Regions from separate parts of the Hordeum vulgare genome. Here region 2 is linked to region 1. The links are chromatin contacts, called in public Hi-C maps. All regions are on one chromosome and are shown on one strand. The core of a region is the stretch at or near the end of the contact, and the rest is flanking DNA. Distances in the headings are between cores, read along the strand shown.

What was found. Hi-C and Micro-C count contacts between places; a contact is called where the count stands out from the background.
Region 2: a Hi-C map of leaf shows a contact between it and region 1, with 4 times the contacts expected there. The contact joins the enhancer-like site here to the promoter of LOC123395591 in region 1. A contact is called at or near these places in 3 of 6 Hi-C or Micro-C datasets (leaf and seedling).

What each region holds. Positions count from the first base shown.
Region 1 is chr5H:412,650,405-412,657,560 of MorexV3_pseudomolecules_assembly, forward strand. LOC123395591 (RING-H2 finger protein ATL48-like) reads left to right here and starts at 4,345. Exons shown (of 2, transcript XM_045090611.1): 1 at 4,345-4,535; 2 at 6,282-6,670. The coding sequence starts at 4,412. The coding sequence ends at 6,469. LOC123395590 (CST complex subunit CTC1) reads right to left here. Exons shown (of 16, transcript XM_045090610.1): 16 at 7,030-7,156. It also overlaps the pseudogene LOC123400484.
Region 2 is chr5H:413,570,734-413,578,383 of MorexV3_pseudomolecules_assembly, forward strand. No RefSeq gene overlaps it. Among protein-coding and RNA genes, the nearest start is that of LOC123398890, 82 kb to the right of the region's middle. Within about 2 kb of position 1,603, at least 2 of the 3 cell types and tissues checked have open chromatin away from gene starts, as enhancers often do. A contact at or near this core is called in leaf, where this site is marked.

The sequences.
Region 1 (7,156 bases), core at 3,095-5,594:
TCTCATCCGGGACTCTGAACAACATTCGGTCACCAACGTACATATCCCAATACTACTCTAGCGTCATTAAACGTTAAGCGTGCGGACCCTGTGGGTTCGAGAATCATGTAGACATGACCGAGACACATCCCCGGTCAATAACCAATAGTGGGACTTGGATGCCCATATTGGTTCCTACATATTGCACGAAGATCTTCATCAGTCAAACCACAATGCCAAGGATTCAATCAATCTCGTACGCGGTTTCCTTTATTCAGCGGTATGTTACTTGCCCGAGATTCGATCGTCGGTATCTCCATACCTAGTTCAATCTCGTTACTCGCAAATTTCTTTACCCCTTCCATAATACAAGATCCCATGACTAACTCCTTAGTCACATTGCTTGCAAGCTTCTTGTGATGTTGTATTAACGAGTGGGCCTAGAGATACCTCTTCGTCATACGGAGTGACAAATCCCAGTCTCGATCCATGCCAACTGCACAGACACCCTCGGAGATACCTGTAGAGCATATTTATAGCCACCCATTTACGTTGTGACATTTGATACACACAAGGCATTCCTCCGGTGTCGGGGAGTTTCATGTTCTCATGGTTATAGGAACATATACACTGACATGGATAAAGCAGTAGCAATAAACTAATACGATCAGATGTTATGCTTACGGTTCGCTCTTGTCCATCACATTATTCTTCTAATGATGTGACCCCATTATCAAATGACAACTGTGTCTATAGTTAAGAAACCTTAACCATCTTTGATCAACGAGCTAGTCTAGTAGAGGCTCACTAGGGACACGGTGTTGTCTATGTATCCACACATGTATTTAAGTTTCTGATCAATACATTATAGCATGGATAATAAACAATTATAATGAACAAGTAAATATGATAATAAGTAATTTATTATTGCCTCTAGGGCATATTTCCAACACCGGATCCGGTATCGTGTGATCATCGTCCTAAGCACTGCCACAAGGAGCCGCGTGGGCAGTCATCCCCAGCGGAGGGGACGCCACCACAGCGGTGTGGGAGCCACTACTCTAGGGTCCTTTGCAATGTTGTTTATTCTTTTCCTTCTTATTTGCTCCAATTTGCAAATTTCTATGAATAATTCTACAAAATAACTGAGGGATGCAACTGATAGGTGATAGATGAGGAGACTTATGCAAGAGTTTATGACATGTCGCAATGCCTTGCCCAATAGATTTTCCATGTAAGCATAATGTGTGTCGTCATGTTTATTTGGATCATTTGCTTCATTTGGACCATATGTTGTGTTTCAATTTGAATATGAATTTTTTTAGATACAGAGTTTGAAATTTTGTTGAAATGTTTGCATCATAAATATCAAGGTTTGAATTAATATATTATGGGGGTTTATGATTGCAAAAGGAAGTGAGAAATAGCAAAGTAAAACTTTCGGACACCCTCCCGAAGCCATGATCCTTTGGCAAATTCTTGGACGGTATTTTTCATAATGGATCAGTGTTGACATTAGGAACAATTTTTTCAATTTTTTTATTGCCTTTTCAGTTCATGAACCAAAAATGGATCTCACTCAATCTTTGAGGAACAAAAAAATTATCGTTATTTATGAGATGATTCACAATTTAAAGTTATCCTTTAAAATATAGAGTTGCTTATTACTATGATGATCCAAATTTTGTCTAAAATAAAATCTACTTTCATTTTTTAATCTTCTCATCAACATCCAAGCACATGTTCCAAGTCGCACATCCCTTTTTGACGGTGATGTGAATTTTAAGCGTATTTTTCATAGCATTCTAAAAATAGAGGAAAGCAAAAAATGCATGATTCAAGTGGTGTATCCACATGGTCCTATAGATTAGAACACTACATGAATTTGTATCAACAAGTTTTGACAACACAAAATAAACAACATGATTCTACCAAGAGATTTGAAAGCTTCTTTCAAAATAGAGTGGAGATAAATCACAAGGAAAATTTTCAAATGATTTCAATTACGCGTATCAAATGATCAACCTAGGAAAAATGACCAAGTATTTCAATTTTGAATCAAGGAACCCCCACGGTTGGGGTTTTCTAGATTTGAGACAAATGAAAATTAGCCACACAAAAAACTGTAAAGAAAAGAGAAAGTCATGCATTGTTGGGATGTCCATCTCCGCGTCCTAACCGAGCCACGGAAAGCTCCCGCGTCATGGCCAGGAGCTTTGGTGGAGGCAGCGATTGAAATTCGCGGTCTCGAACCTTGACCCACTCCCGAACCTCCACGACCATGTGACGCCCCACTCCAACCTACAATCTATTCAACATAGCATCCACATGGTGTTTTTTATTTTCCTTCTCCATCCATCCAATTTGTGAATTTCTATGAATAATTCTACAACCTAAGGAGTGGTGCAACTCGTAGATGAGGAGACTTGTGCGAAGAGTTTATGACATGTTACAATGTCTTGAGCATTAGAATTTCCATGTATGATCATGTTTTTCGTCATGTTTCTTTGGAATATTTGCTTCATTTGGACCACATGTTGTACCTGAATTTGAATATATTTTTTAATATTGAGTTTGAAATGTTTTCATCATAAATATCAAGGTTTTTATTTTATGGAAAAGCAGTTGAAATGGGGCTTGTGTTTGCTAAAGGATGTAAGAAATAGAAAAGGAAAACTCTTTGGGTATTAAGTTTTGGGATGGGTTTTATGACACCCTCCCAAATCCATGATTTTTGGCAATTAAAACTGGGATCTTTTTTTTAATGGATTAATGTTGACACTAGGAGCATATTTGTTTTGTTTTTTAGTTCATGAACCCAAATTGGATCTCATTCAAACCTTGAGGAAATTTATGAGATGATCCACAATTTATAGTTATCCTTTAGAATAATAGGGTTGCCTATTAGTTTGTTCCTCCAAAAGAACTTAAAAATCAATTCTACTTTAACTTTTAAATCCTCTCATCAACATTCAATCATCCGCATCTTCAGGTAAGATGATACAAGTCGCACACCTTTAAAGATGTAAATCTTATATTTCTTTCTTTCTTGACGATAATGTGAATTTTAAGCCCGTTTTTCGCATGATTCTAAAAATACAAGAAATAATAATTAAATAAAACACATCATTGAAGTGGTCTGTCCACTTGATCCTGTAGATTAGAACACCACATGAATTTGGATCAAAAGATGCTTGACAGCACAAAAGAAACAATTGAATCCTAGCAAGAGGTTGAAAATTTCCTTCAAAGTGGAGTGGCGATAAATCTTCAGAAAAAAAATTCAGAGGATTTCAATCATGTGAATCAAATGACCAATGTAGGAAAAATAACCAAGGATCCAATCCAAAAAAAATCCTTTGAATCAAAGAGCCCCACAGTTGAGTTTTTCTACATCCAAGACAAATGAGAATTAGCAACAAAAAAAGGGTAATTGTACTTGCCAAACGTTTGCAGTAAAGGGGTGGCAAGCAAACCATGTTTGCTGGTAGTTTTAGTTACTAGTAAGCATTGCACGTGTCGCACGAATAACCGTAAGAAGAAAGTGTTCCTTTGTCTTAAAATAATCGAAGTTCTACATTTATACAAAGTCAAATTTATTTATTTAATCAACTTTATAAAAAAATGATCAATGGACGCTACGGAATTTGCTTTCTCGCGAAGAAATTGTCATGTCTTGTGAAGAAACTGCCACCTCTCCTTACTCCCTCACAAGCCACAACTAGGGCCCTGTTTGGATACTCTAGCTTAGCTAGTGGTTAGAGTTAGTTTCTAGCTCATGATTAACCCTAAACTAACTCTAGCTAAATAGGTGTTTGGATGGAAGGGTTAGATTGACAATAGATGCATTTTATGAAAAGAGAAAAGTGATTTTTTAATGGACCCCAGGAGAACTAGCTCCAATTAGCATCTCTTGGTTGGTGGGAGAGAGAGAGAAAAATATTTTTTAATGAACCCCATGAGAACTAGCTCCAGTTAGCACATCTTGGGTGGGATAGTTTTTTGGGGTGGGTTAGATGCAACTAGCTTCAATCTAACCCTTATGTTTGGATATACTTTAGGGCTAGTTGAATCCAAACTAGCTCAAACTAACTCTATCCCATGGATCCAAACAGTGCCTAGAACTGACAGAAAATTGTTCGCAAATGCATCTTCCATGACGAACGTTCGTTAGCTAAGAGTGTCCAAAAGAAAAGAGAAGGGTCAAATCCCTCCGGGCTCCACCAGCTCGGTTGGTACGTCTGACGCCACATACGCGTTTCCCTTTCCCGACTAATTCCAAACAACCGGCACCCTCGGATCCCAATCGGACGGCCCTACAACCACCCCTGAGCATCCAAAGAGCGGCGGAACCCACCGGCGGCCTCCTGCCTGCAAACCGCTGTTCGGAAAAGCGTGTCGCCCTTCCTCCTTTTCCCCCCAGGCGACGCGAATGGAGAAGGTCTCCGGCGCCGGCGCCGCCGCAGGAAGCAGCGCGCGGCCACCGCCGATGCCGCAGCTGGACGACTTCCCGTTCGAGGGGAAGAAGGCCGTCAAGAACCCCTTCGTCCCCATCGGTACGCCCCGCGCGCGTCCCTCGCTGTGTTATAGGAGTGCCGGGATCGTGGATCGATCGATCGCCTCGTCGTAGGTTCGGCCGGGTTACTTTCTGGGTTCGGGGTCACGGGCGACGGGCCAGATTTTGAGTTCCTGTTTTACGATGTTAGGACAGCGATTGTTGGGATCTTTGGGCGGGGGTGGAGAGTGTGGAATCTATGGCTAATGTTCTTAAAAGATCGTTTGTGCTGTTTTACTGGTACTAGAGTTAAGAAAAATCTAGCTTCCCGTTCTTGGGCAATTACCACATTTCCCATTCCATGGTCAACGTACACGCTTCAGATTTATGGTGGATTAGATATAGACTAGAGTATTAGAGTAACTTCACCACTTCGGTATCAGTGTAGTAGATAACTTAAAATAACAATTAGTTCTTGGCAGATGTCTATGAATCACCGACTGATAATGAGAGTGTTGTAAATGTACAGAGTAGGACAATCATAATTTGTCATTCTAGATATGCATTGTGTGTATCAGCTGCTTTATTGGAAAAAGGAAAAAAAAAAGAACACAACACTTATATAGATCAAGTCACAGCATTACAATCGTTTTTGGCCAGCTCCAACACGCAGGGAGGAACTGAACCAACCAACACACCAGAACTGCTTTCTCTAGTACAGAACTTCGCAATTGAATGCGCTAGGATATTGCTGTGCTACGTCTCATGGGCAGTTTACCCTTTCTTGTGCTAATGCCTTTTATCTCGGTGAGGTAGTAGTCTAGATATGCTGAGCCCAAGAGTTCAGCTCAGCTGAACCAGCTCACTTCGGATGTGCGCCAAGAAAGCTGAGAAATGAACACAACACATGTCCAAGAGACTCGTGACCTTGATTTTTGGACGGTTCATATGTTTGTAATCTTATAAAGTTGGCTTCTCGAGTTCCTCTTTTTTCTGAGCCAGGGGAGAAGCAACTTGGCTTCTACATCTAATGTTCTTAATATGTGTAGCTGTGGAAGTATATCGTTACTTACTACTGTTACTAGGGTGTATCAGAAGATAAGCAATGGCCGTGTGACCATTGAACTATTTGGTGGAGATGAAATGAGAGAGGTGGGATAGTCAAGGGAAATCAGGCTCACTGTGCCAAAGATATACTATGAGAACTTCAGTCAATGTAGGACAGATGCAGTTGATATGATGTGCTTATGGAATAAAGAATAGATGTTTAAGGGGGCTTGTGCATTGCCCTGTGAATCACACTCCTCCTTAAGCATCATCTCAGTCATTCATTTTGAAGCTGAGATCTCCTTCAAAATTTAACGGGCCTAACTGCCTGACAGTCTATGGATTAGTTTGGCTTATATATGAAGCTGGAAGCTTCTTCAAGAGGTTGTTAGTTATAGAATACAGTAATTATATGTCAGATAGGTGTAAATGTATTGTTGTAAATGATTAGTTGCAAGTCCTAATAGCTTTCGAAACACTTCTGATCTTTTCATGTCTTGCTTTGCTCAAATCTAATTCAAAATTTCAAAATCTCATGTGAAGCTGCTTATTCTGGATCCTGCAATCATGTTTATTGTATGTATGTATGTGTCTACTTCCCGATTGAACATTAAGTAATAAGTATAACATTGCTTTATGTTTGCCCTTTGATGTGTGCTACTTATGCCAAAGCAAATGGAAACTTGGGCGGGGATAGACTACTAGGGGTGCTAATGTATCTATGTATAGCTTCAGTGTGTAACCCTACCTTCTATTTCAGGTGCATTGGTCACTGCGGGCGTCCTGACGGCTGGCCTGGTGAGCTTCCGGTATGGGAATTCTCGGCTGGGTCAGAAGCTGATGAGGGCCCGTGTGGTTGCTCAAGGTGTGACGGTTGCTCTGATGGTCGGCAGCACGTACTACTACGGCGACCAAATCAAGCTGTTCAAGAAAGAGTCTACCCCATGAACTTGATGAACTGGATAGTGATTTGTGGTGTACGAAAAGATTTATTCTTATGTACTGGAGTATCACCTAGGGCTCTGCTGTTCGATTGCCTCCCGGTCCTGGGGATTAACTATTGTCATTCACGCTTGGCATGTGGTTTCTAACTAGAAGTAATTTTGGCTCAATCTCCAGGCTAAAGAATAAATCTTTTTCTTTGTTGAATCCACCCCAGTTGTGTTACTTGTTGTGCTATGCAGTCAGGTATTTTTCTCTTGTTCCTCTGGGGGCATCTGGTTAAATTGGAATGATAGAAGATTAACATGTCCCCTGCACAGGGATGATACGCATAAATGTTTTCCTCATCCTGCCCCGCAGCTGAAAATGATGGCATGACATTAATGTGTTCTTTCTGTGCATCATGGTGGTGCGGAATGAAAATCATCACTAGGTTCGCCATCACTAGTAGGAGTTCCTTTGTTGGACCCAGCCCTTAGGAATGAGCTGATGAGTAAATTGGAGGTAGTGATGAACAATGCATTGATATCAATTATATCAGCAAAATGGAAGAAACACATTCACCGTTAAAACAGAAATTAAAATACAGATGCTCCTTCATTCGCTGCACGGTACACCTCAACTTCACAAAGAAGTGGTTCCAAACGATATAACTGGCTGGCACTGATGCTCATCGCATCCACACTTGAGTGC
Region 2 (7,650 bases), core at 353-2,852, 920 kb after region 1:
GAAGATGTAGCATTCGTGGCAATCATGGGTGTTTGTGTTATGTTTCGTTCTTCTCATGAACATACAAAAGAGGAAGGTGACCATGTGCACGTGGAGCGATAACTATGTGTCTACCGATTTCTAGTAGGAATCGCCTACGGGAAACCACTATAGCAGGCTGGTTCATTTAGTGTGGTTGGCCGCTGCCACTCGTAATTGCCGGTGCAAGTTCGCTCGACTTGTTCATTTTCTTCTCATTATTCTTTGTTTTCACCGTTTTTTCTTTGCTTGCCTTTTATTTTACTTAGGTTTCCTTTGTGTTCTCATTTCTTAGGGTTTTCTTTCTCTCTTCATTATGCATTAGTCTTTGTTTCTTTTTTGGCTTTCTTCGATCTTTTTGGCTTTTTCTATCTTTGTCAGTTTTTATCAAAAATAAATAAATAACACATGTCTACATTTTCCCATTACACAACATACATTTTTAGGGCACACGAAACAAAAATCGATAAGTGTTCCCATTTTTTAAATACATGATATACATTTTTGATAAAAATACATGTCTTATTGAAAACTTTTATGAATACACGATAACATTTTCCAAACACATGTTGTAGATTTTTTGAATGGCAATAAATATAGTTTAACTACACAAGCATTTTTCTAGTCTATAATATTTTCAAAAATTCACGGACAGTTCTTGGAACACATGAATATTCATACAAAATGTTCCATACAATTTTTTAATACAACTAAACATCTTTTGAACTTAGGCAAAGAAATTAAAATTATATATAACATTTTTCTGATTGTCACATCACATTTTTGAAACGCTTTATTATAAGCGACCCTCCTTCTTTCTGCTAGACATAACTCTTCATCAATCAATAACTCCATCCCTCCATCGATTTTGTTCATCCAACCATTTTTTTCCAACACGTCATATTTGACCTCACCTTATTAGTAAGCCACTCAATCACATTAATTTCATCTTAATTAACTTATCTTTTGCAATAATGTGGAATTGCGCCTCTCAATTCCACGTCACATTTGACTGAACATTTTTGTAGGCCGCTCAATCACGTTAACTTACTTACCATGTAGGATCCAGGCTACAAAATTATAATGGTGCCAAAAGTAAACTGTAATCATTGATGCATCCTGCGTGCCTCATACAATATAAGGTGGAATTATGTCCTCTTCTAGCTTAACACAAACCGCCATGCAAAAAAAGCTTAACACAAACCTAGCCTTTATATACATTAACAAGATTCCTCTCGTGGCAACACACGGACACATACCTAATTTTCCTTTAGTTTTGCATATATTTTTTAGAAACGTGGGAATATATTGTCATTGTCATGAACATTTCTCTTCTAAAGTTACCAACATTTGAAAACAATGCGAACAATTAATTTATACTATGTTAATGTTTTTTAAATTTGTGTTTTTAATTTTCTTAAGTAAATTAAAGTTATTGAAATATAAGCATTCAAAATATAAATATAAGTTAGACTAAATTGAATTAATTTGATTAACGTTAGCATTACATTAGTAATGGCGAGCCATGTCACTACTGGGCCAGTCAACGTCATCCTTCCCTTCAGGCGGCACGGGTTACTGTTTCATTTCAAGCGAGACAAAGCCACGGCAAACCCTATTCGCCGCATACCGCAGTGAATAGATGAGGCTCCGCAGAGCCCGGCCGATAGAGTTTGGCCGGCCCAGTTTCAGTGGCCACCGGTTTTTTCATTTTTTTCTTTTTCAGTTTTTCTGTTTCTTTTTTTCTAAGGCATTTCATTTTTCTTAAACTAAGTTCATGTTTGAAAAATGTTCTTGAGATATGGAAAACGTTCTTTCTTTTATAAAAAAGCTCTAAATTTCAAGTAATTGTTATTTTTCAAAACGATTCATAAGTTCAATAACTATTTGGGATTATAAAAAAATGTTCAATATTGGCAAAAAATGATCGGAGTTCTTAAGAAATGTTCTTTGTTTTCAATAAATACTATTGTTTTCGTTTTCATTTTTTCCCTTCCCTTCTCTATTCTTTATTTGCCTATTTTTTGTTTGACATTTTCTAATTTTTGTTTTGAATTTCAAAAAATGTTCTGTTGTTCAAAATTTGTATTTAACTTTTTTGAATTCAAAAAATAATTAGGATTTGCAGAAAATGTTCTTGCTTTCAAAAGGTCTTCATATTTTCAAACATATTACTTTCCAATGTTTTTATTTTCTCATATTTTTATATAAAATGTGCCTGTTTTACGATATTTTCTCTTTTTTAAATATTTGTTCACAAATTAAAAACTTGTTCAAACTTTGTTCACGAACTCTTAAAATGTTAATGATTTAAAAAGTTCGAGAATTTTTTTAAGAAATTGCATTTTCGAAAAATGAATGTAAGTTCAAAAAATATTCCTGTTTCAATAAGTGTACATAAGTTCAAAAAAAATTGTTTCAAAAGTTGTTCATAAATTCCAAAAAATGTTTGTTAGAAAAAAAATTCTAAGTTTTTAAAATGATTCTGTTTTCAAATTTATTCATAGAATAAGAATTTTTTTATGTTTTCCAAATATATATGTCTGTTTCAAAAATTAATAAAATATTAAAGAAAAGATCCTGTTTTACAAATTTGAGTATTAAATATTAAAAGCATCTGTGTTTTCAAAAAAATATTCTCATTTTAGAAAAGTATCAGAATTTGAAACAAAAATTGTACCTGCTTTCAAACAAAAATTATAGTTTAAAGTATTGTTCGCATATGCAAAAATGTTAGTGTTTTTAAAAATTCCTTAGAAATTCAAAAGGATTACCATTTATAAAAAAAATCGTAAATAAAACAGCTGGTTAATTTTCAGAAATTCAAAAGAAAATCAAATCAGTTACCTTGTAGAGAAAAAATAACAAGGCGGTTAACAGGGCCGGCCTAGTCGCTTCACGAGCTCCGCTGCGTGTGCGAAGCGGCGGCAATTTGCCGCAGCACGCAGCAGATAGGAGTTCCCCAAAGACACACCGTTCAGCTATGCCTGAGGAGAAGAGGTACTCCCTCCGTCCGAAAATAAATGTACATCTAATCTTTATCCTAAGTCAATGTTTAAATTTTTTTGACCAACTTTATATGAAAAAGTAGCAGCATTTATGGCACAAAATTAGTATCACAAGATTTGTTTTGGAATGTACTTTCACAATGTACCAATTTGACGTTGTAGTATATGTTACGATTTTTTTATGAAGTTGGTCAAAAATTTAAAGCTTTGACTTAAAACAAAAGCTAGATGTACATTTATTCCCGGACGGAGGGAGTACCTTAGAAGAAAACAAGGCCAAGGGATAAAGACAAAAAATAGAGAGTGGTGTAGGCTTGGCCAAATTCGATTTAGGGAGTCAAGGAAGACAAAGAATAGGATGAGCTGAAAGTGGAGAAAGGGAGCAGTTTGAATAACTATGGGAATTGATTATAACCTTTTACAATTTCCAAACCTTTTCCTAAAAACCAACAAAATGCGCATACACTCATTAAAAAATATAGAGTCAAGGAAATATATTTCCCACATCATATAAATTTGAAAAAATAGTTTTCTAAATTTCTAAATTTGACATAAATCATTTAAAGTCATTCTAAATTTCCAAAATTTGGTTATAGGGTATTGTAATTACCAAAAAGAATTTTTAGAACATTTCAATATTCAAAAGAAATATTAAATATTTTACAATAATACTGATGGATAAGTCATATAGTCTCCACTCATTTATCGTATCTGGTTAGTTTGAAAAAAAAAATCCAAATTGTACCTATATGCATATAATCAAATAAACTCCAATTTGCAATGATGCGTTAGGAAATGTCATTTGTCCCTTCTCTATAATTTGACTAAGACCAAGCAAATTAAAATCCAAATTCCGTATTTCAGAAATTCACATTATTCTCACTCATTTAAGTGTCGTTTGAAAATACCCAATTGAAGAATATTAAATTCTTTTGAGTTTAAATAAATGTCTAAACCAATAATTGTTATTACCAGATAATTATGTTAATGCAACCTGCATGACATGGTTTGGAGAAGTCTTTAACAAGGAGTCACACAATTTACGTATTTATTTATTATTCCAAAATTGAAGAATTACGGGATGTTACAATGATGAAAGAGCACAAATAAAGTGCTACAAGTTTGACTTGCGATGAAGTTGGTCGCTGCGTGTGGCTCACAAATTGATATGAGAGCGTATGTATCCTAGATGCAATGTCCTTTTGGGTGCTAAGCGACTTGGTATTAAAATTTATTTTTTGCTTCTATGGTTCTGAAGATTTATACTTCTTAGTTCTGCATTATGCCGACTAGCTTTTGTCTTTAACATATCGGCCATGGATCAAGTAATCTGTGGCTGTAACATTGACAACATAGCCGAAATAGAGCTCTGCAGACAAAAATAGAGTAGAGAGACCCTGTTTGGTCAAGATATAAGTCAAAAAAATCATAAGAGGTAAAACTTGGTAAACCAACCAAGGAAGAAAACAATTAGGCCCACCTATGGCGTAGATTAAATAAACACTAATGTAAAAAAGCCTAGTGTTGCCGTCGTAAAAATTGCCTTGCTAGTGTGGGCGTCCAACCCCACCAATTTAGCGTCATTGTTAAAATAATAGTGATACCATTGGTTGCCCACCTTCAACAATAATTTATTATGAAAATTTTAGTTATCCCTCAAAGCAAAGAATAACATTCATTCTCTTTGGAAGGAGTTAACAATCACGCGCACCCAATCCAAATACATAAAGGTTTAATCAACCAATGATAAATTATACTCTGACCTTTCCGCTAATGCCAGCGACCACCACTTTCATGCATACGGACTCACGAACCTTAATACCAATATTAATACGTATTCTTATTATGCACTAACATGCTCACATATTACCACCTCAATATCCCAAAAATATTGTAGGTAATTAAACATATCATATTCAATGATCTTACAAGTATTGCATGCTAATTTTTGTTATTCCACCTCTATATAACTTTCATTCTTTGGACCAACTATAAAATTCATGCAAATTATCACTTCCTATTTAACTTCCATTAAATATATAAGTGATAGAAATAAAATGCACATAATTTCCAAACTATCGCCATGCTCAAACAAATGTAAGTGAAGAACTAGAGCATTTGCCTCAACTCAAAAACATATAAGTGAAGTATGGATGATCATTCTATAACTTAGATTGGTGTCTGGCTTCTCATAACAAATGTGTCCACGGAAAGATGATTGTGACAACCAAAAATAAAAATAAAATAAAAGCAAAGACGCTCCAAGCAAAACACATATCATGTGAAGAATCAAAATACAGTTCGAAGTAAGATATACCAATAATTTGAAGACGAAAGAGGGGATGCCTTCCGGGAAATGGCCCATCTTAGATGCTTGAGTATTCCTTGAATATTACCTTGGGGTGAATTGAGAATCACCAATCTTAGGGTCTTGTGTAGGATCAAACGTATGTCTAGAGGGGGTGATTAGACTACTTGACAAGATAAAAAATATACCTTTTTCCCAATTTTACTTGAGAGGCAGCTACGACAGTTATAACAGGTCAAGTACACCCTACACATGGAGTTCTAATAGTATAGCAGCGGAAAGTAAAACATGCAAGTGTAAAGTAGAGGAGTAAGGTAGGGAGATCAAATGCATGAGGTTAACACGACGATTTTTGGCATGGTTCCGATAGGTGGCGCTATCGTGCGTCCATGTTAGTGGAGACTTCAACCCACGGAGGGTAACGGCTGCGAGAGTCCACACAGGGCTACACCCACAAGGGGTCCACAAAGAAGCGGCTTTGTCTATTCCACCACGGCTTCCGTCCACACAGGACTAGCCTCACTCACGGTAGATCTTCACGAAGTAGGCGATCTCCTTTCCCTTACAAACATCTTGGTTCAACTCCACAACACAAAGTAGGAGGCTCCCAAGCGACACCTAATCAATCTAGGAGGCACCATCCTCCAAAAGGTAATATATGTGGTAGATCAATGAACTCCTTGTTCTTGTGCTTCTAAAGATAGTCTCCTGAACACAAATCACTCTCTCACAGAATATTCATGGGTAGGAGAGGTTGATTTGGTGGAAAGAAGTTTGGGGAGGCTAGAGATCAAGTTTCAAATGATTGGATTGGAATATCTTGGTCTCAACACATGAGTAGGTGGTTCTCTCTCAGAAAATGGATCTGGAAATGAAGTGTGTGTTCTGAGTGTTTCTCCCACGAAGGAGAGGTGGGTGAAGGGGTATATATAGGCAACAGCCAAAATCCAACCGTTACACACAAAAGTGCAAACTCGGTGACACCGAAGTGGACAACTTGGTGGTACCGACTAGTACTAAACGTGTGAACTTTGAATCTCGGTGAGACCAATATATAGAACTCGTTGGCACCAAAAAGGTGACTGGCGGTCAGATGACCAAACTCGGTGGCACCGATACTCGAACTCGGAAATTCCGATTTTGTGTATCTTAGCAACAAAATGTTGGTCACACTGAAGTCGGTAGCACATATGTTGTTTCGATTGCACCGATTTGGTGGGAATGGCTAGGGCTGTGTCTGGGGTTCAAACTCGGTGGGTCCAAAGTGGCAAAGTTGGTTACACCGAATTTGTGTATGTGGAACTTGAGAGAGTGGATATGTGGGAAAATGACTCAATGTTTTGGTGGCTAACTTTGAGCATTTGAGCAATCAGTTCATTTTACTACCTCACCCCCTTTTAATAGTATTGGCTTTCCTATGGACTCAAAAGTGATTTCTCACAAATATAAAATGAAGAGTCTTTGAGCTTGAAGCTTGAGCCAATATTATTCCTTTCTTGTATCTAGGGGCATCTCCACATAAACCTTAAGCCATAGCATCTTTTGAACTTTTCTGAAATATACTTGGAAAACACATTAGTCCAATGATGCATATGTTGTGATCAATTATCAAAACCACCCTAGCGAGCAATTGTGCTTTCAATCTCCCCCTTTTTGGTAATTGATGAAAACATTGTTGGAAATATGCCCTAGAGGCAATAATAAAATGGTTATTATCATATTTCCTTGTTCATGATAATCGTCTATTGTTCGTGCTATAATTGTATTAACAGGAAACAGTAATACATGTGTGAATAAATAGATCACAATGTGTCCCTAGCAAGCCTCTAGTTGGCTAGCTCGTTGATCAATAGATGATCATGGTTTCCTGATCATGGGCATTAGATGTCATTGATAATGGGATCACATCATTGGGAGAATGATGTGATGGACAAGACCTAATCCTAAGCATAGCACTAGATCGTATTGTTCGTATGCTAAAGCTTTTCTAATGTCAAGTGTATTTTCCTTCGACCGTGAGATTGTGCAACTCCCGGATACCGTAGGAGTGCTTTGGGTGTATCAAACGTCACAACGTAACTGGGTGACTATAAAGGTGCACTACGGGTACCTCTGAAAGTGTCTGTCGGGTTGGTATGAATCGAGATCGGGATTTGTCACTCCGCGTGACGGAGAGGTATCTCTCGGCCCACTCGGTAGAACATCATCATGAGCTCAATGTGACTAAGAAGTTAGTCACATGATGACGTGCTACGGAACGACTAAAGAGACTTACCAGTAACGAGATTGAACAAGGTATAGGTATACCGACGATCG